Linked DNA regions of Bombyx mori: region 2 is linked to region 1. Evidence: chromatin contacts called from public Hi-C data. All regions are on one chromosome and are shown on one strand. Each heading gives the region's core, a stretch centred on a gene start, on an enhancer-like site or on the middle of the called end of the contact. The rest is flanking DNA. Distances are from core to core; before and after follow the strand shown.

Region 1 (2,527 bases), core at 11-2,510:
TTTATTTTGATTGCATAGATGGGTGGACGAGCTCACAGCCCAACTGGTGTTAAATGGTTACTGGAGTCCATAGACATCTACAACGTAAATGCGCCACCCACCTTGAATGATATTTTATTAATATTATCAGGGCCCATAGTCCTAATACTGTTAACAATTTTATTGTAATACGGCTGTCTGTCCCTATAAACTAAAACGTATCACTAATTCACGCAAGAAATAGGCAGTAGGTCGATACTTACTCGTGCGAACTTCCAATTCTCCTTAACTTGTAATTAACAAAAAATATAGATTTTTGTGGTTTTGTTTTCTATTGCACGATGTTCCAATAAATGCTAGTGTAGTAAGGGAAATAAGTATGCAAGAAGTACAAAAGGCTGTACAAGATATGATAAATGGAAAATCTACTGGACCAAATGGTATCTCAATAGAAGTGGGGAAGTTTCTGAAAGCGAGTGGATGAACGTGGCTGATATTATTCTTCAATAAACTGCTCCAAGAAGAGACCATGCCTGATGAGTGGTGGCTCACCCGTACCTATATTTAAGAACAAAGGTGACGTACAGGTATGCAACAATTATAGGGGAATAACGCTCATGTCAAATAGTATGAAAGCTTGGGACAAAGTGATAACGAGAAGAATGAGAGAGAAGAGTGAGGTATCATAGAACCAGTTCGAGTTCATGCCGGGACGCAGTACAACGGACACCATTTTTTCCCTTCGCTAATTGAGCGAAAAATACCGCCGTGCAAGTAAAAATGTGCACATGGTATTTGTTGATTTGGGAAAAGCGTATGATGGGGCTCCCTGTGAAGCTCTGTGCTGGAGCATGAAAGTGAAAGGACTGCCAGGGAAATACCAGCGGCTTGTTCGAACTATTTACGGTAACCCGTTCATACGTAGGCTTCGCAGCTGACGATACTGACGCGATAGGCTTACACCAGGGATCAGCTTTAAGCTCTTACTGTTCATCCTAATAATGGATGCCCTAACATCGGACAAACAGGAACAACACAAATAATATAATAATTATATTACATATAATATTTTTATTTTGCATATGATTGGCATAATTTCATGCCAATTGATTAATGTTTCAAATTAATTAACTTCGTTTCATTTTACTTCATATTATCATTTTTCCTAAAAAAATATAAAGATTAAGCATTATGGTATGATATCTTTGCCTTTCCAGTTGGAAAAATAGAACTAGTACTACTGTCAATTGTCAATTGCACTGTTATCTGTTAATGTCAAATGTAAATAGTTAAGTCGGTTAATCAACGAGAATCCTCTCAAATAAATTAAGTGTTTAATCTATGGAGAATCCTTTGACCGTTATAAAAGACCTTGATTTTTTTTCTTTTTTTGCCAAAATGGGGACATGCACAAATCCAATAAATACGGAAATGGCTTCGAGAAGCTAAAATTCAATTACAGACAATAGTTGTTTAATTTTAAATAATATCTTTAATTTTTGTGTATTAAATAAATAAAAAATATCGCGCCTCGTAAAATAGGGCCAATGTTTACAAAAGAGATTTAATTGTATCCTTAAATGAGTATGTAATAATATTAGAATAATAATGTTATTAAAAAATAAAGAGGATCGAAAATTATGTTTTCATTTTCCAAAGTGATTTTTACGTAAACATGGCAAGGGACGGTGATGTTCCCACGATTTTTAATCCAAAACGCGTACGTGCGCCTTCGGTGATAATAACCAGTGAAGAAGTGGTAGAAAGCGAAAGAAATTGCGTTGATGGAGATAGAGAAAGGCCAAACGGACCGCCGACGCCGCTCAGCCCTCGTGTTCCATTGACGCCACAGGCCTCCGTTTGTTCGGCGCCTCCGCTAACAACTCAACCTTCACTACAACAAGCTTACAGCGAGTCAGCTACTAGTAGTCAAGACGAAGAGCGCCAGCTTCGTGATAAAAAGTGCCCACGTTCGTGTTGCTCCAAGTTTGCTAAAAAAGTATGTTTATTCAGCTTTAAATGATCTGTAATGCTTACCCATGCCTATGACAGTGCTGTTTAACTTAGCTTTCATTTTAAAGATCTACTATGGCATATGTGTGATGCTGACGCTAACTACATCATGGGTGACAACAACACATTGTATCAAACATTTGTACCTAGAGGAATATCCTTATAGTGGCTATTTTTCTACTTATACTACCGAAGCAGCCACAATCGTACTCCATAACAATAGCACAGATAAATTACATAATGTAAGTTTTAAGTAAATAAGAACTTTTTAATAAAAAATAATATATATATTTTTTTTTACTAATAGCATGATACAGAATTACACCTATTAGGTGAGGCAGATGCCTGTCTTCATTATACAGATTAAAATAATTAAGTAAATTGATATGAGTATAGTATTAAAATTGTACAAGATTTGGAATATCTTGAATTAATAGCATTGAATTTATAAAGGCAGACAGGCAGATGAGCTTATTTGTCTTCCTGGTGTTAAGTTGTTCCAAGAGCTCTGAAATATTTCCACCTGCAGGTGAAG
Region 2 (2,527 bases), core at 16-2,515, 200 kb before region 1:
TTTTTATAAAAATTAAAGATAATGGAATAATGACACTAAAAAAACACTAATCATATCTGTTATTTAGAAACACTTTTAGCAATTCATTATAACTAAACTCACCTCATCATAACCCAAGGCAATAAGTTGGTTCAAGGATTGAGGTAGCACATTCAAGTCTTTATCGAGTCCATTTCCCGAAGAAGAACTAAACCCCGAACTCACTCCTGAACTAACTGTGCTAGCAGCTGATGAACCTGGCGGTTCAGAGTTTCCAATGTTCGCAAAGGGAAGCAATGAGTTTCTGATTTCGGCAAGCGCCTTCTGGTGGTATCCGGAGCGCGTAGCCGTTTTGCCGGGCGCCGGCGGGTTCATGGCGCCCGCGCCCGCGCCCGTGCGCCTCACCTCTCACCCCACGCCTCCCATCACATGAGCACACCCCACACCCTGTACATATCCTTGTTTATTATCCTCCGCACCATTTATTCAACACTCTAATTAAGACTCGCAGCACTGTCACTGTCTTTATTATCGAATTTATTTCGTTTATATATCGATTTCCTCACTAGTCAGTCTGTATCAACATTGCTTTTTGTGTAGCAGCGTGAAAGGTACTTTCTTTTAACTGAAAAATATTTTTAAATATTAGTACCTAATCAATTGAGAATTCCTCTTGCTTTAGATCCCTTAAATTTTATGTGATAATAAAATAATGAGTTAAATAAGTTAGATGAGAAAAGTTTGACATCTTGGCAACAGGATAGGGATATGATTTGTCGACTTTATACAGAACCTGTTTACAGTATCAGACAATTCGAGTACACAATTTTTAACAGTATCGCATTCTATCCAAGAGTACGAGGATGTAAGGAATGTCTAATGCGAATCAATCATGACATAGACTTGTGGAATTCCAAAATTAGAGGGAGCTCGGAAAGCAATGTTTCGTTCATTCAAGGCACTAAGAAGAATAATTAATTACTGTAATTCATTACCAGGCACTTTTTCACTTTCTGTAAATCCGTATTATATGCACAAATGTCATAATCCCATAAAATGAAATTCAGTTCGATCGACAGCTCTCACATTGCCGATGACATCTTTCTTGCACACTTAGTTTTGATTAGTCGCATTAATTTTTATACGGAAGAGGCAATCTGGAGTCGATAGAGTTGTGCTTTAAAGCGAGAGTTTCTAAGGAAATATGAAAACAAAGGACTCTAAAACACAGACATGCAAGTTGGCAAACCATACAAAGCGACCATTTTGAAGAATTACCACATTCTTTAGTGTGTTCGGATACACAGAAGATTAAATTCCATTTTGTTTGACGACTCTTTTTCGTAAAAAAGAACCCAGCTAAAGCACTCATCTGCTTACTAATGTAGGAATTTCTCTATTAAAAGTAATAATCAGACCTTTAAAAAAACACTTCTACAGAATTGTCGAAATGAAACTGTATCCGAATAATAAGAAAGTCACAGGCATGGAGTAAGTACCTAGTCACAGGACTCACAGCAAAAATCCTAACTGCAAAAATTCTAAAGAAAAAAAAAAGAGTATAACGGTCTAATTCTAAGACTGTTAAATTAAGAAATTTCTATCTGCTATTGCCTAATTCATTTTCTTCATAACAAGGTGACACTCTACAAAACATGCATACGTTCCATTGTGAAATAGGCTTGGAGTTAATAAGGAAATAGGTAAGTGTAGTGTTCGCTCACGCGTCCCGTTCACACATGAACTCTCTCCAGGTTATCCAATCCCATTTCTGCAAAATAGCCTTCGGAGCACCGTGGTACGTAAGAACTAATTAGTTTCTATCAGTAAAAACCTTATGGAAGCGTCGGAACGCTATTTTGATAAAGCGGCGTGCCATTACCTTTCCGCTTCTCATTACATATCCGACCCAGGCAACAGGGCAACCTAAAGCCGCCGTAGCCATTAACATATTCTTTCCGATCTTTCAGGTCCACTTTCAAAGATTCTTCTGTCGTTCGCTGTGCACGTTACTCTCTGCTGTGCTCGACGTATGAAATAGCTCATAGACACCACCCACTGAGATCTCGCCGGATCTTCACGGAGGGCTGTGATTCCGATCCTGTGTTAAATTCAACCAAGTACATCTCTACCTGAGGCCAGTGCTAGGAATTTTTTTAGGTTGTTGCTGTTGTCAAGTTGTGACTTTTTTATTTTTTTATTTACTGTTTCATCAGGTTTAGTATGTTATGACGGTGGTTTATTAACATTTTAGTATCTCTGAAAGTACACAAGGGTGGTTAAACGAAACAAAATAGTTGGATATTGCTTTTTGAATTCTTCCAAAGTCCATTGATCTTATCTTGTCATCCTTAACCTCCGAACTACCTATTATAATAGGCGGCGTGCGGCAAAATACAAACACCACAAAGCAACCAACGGTGGTATCCTTGGCGTCGTATCTCGCGAAAGTGTTGCAGGTCCCCGGTTAGGTGGTGAACAAATATGGCCAACGGTTCGCCCTTATTGGTGTTTGACGGCGATATATGCCGCGGCTTTCTTGTTGCGG

Evidence for each region. A called contact is a pair of places that touch in the nucleus more often than the background predicts.
Region 2: a contact with region 1 is called in a Hi-C map of posterior silk gland, with 2.2 times the contacts expected there. The contact joins the promoter of LOC101742244 here to the promoter of LOC101746697 in region 1. A contact is called at or near these places in 3 of 7 Hi-C or Micro-C datasets (middle silk gland, posterior silk gland and whole pupa).

What each region holds. Positions count from the first base shown.
Region 1 is chr6:13,512,479-13,515,005 of ASM3026992v2, reverse strand. It overlaps LOC101746697 (solute carrier family 35 member F3), which reads left to right and starts at 1,260. Exons shown (of 9, transcript XM_021346198.3): 1 at 1,260-1,978; 2 at 2,061-2,234. The coding sequence starts at 1,655.
Region 2 is chr6:13,711,279-13,713,805 of ASM3026992v2, reverse strand. It overlaps LOC101742244 (serine/threonine-protein kinase Warts), which reads right to left and starts at 1,265. Exons shown (of 5, transcript XM_004923502.5): 1 at 975-1,265; 2 at 103-604. The coding sequence starts at 354.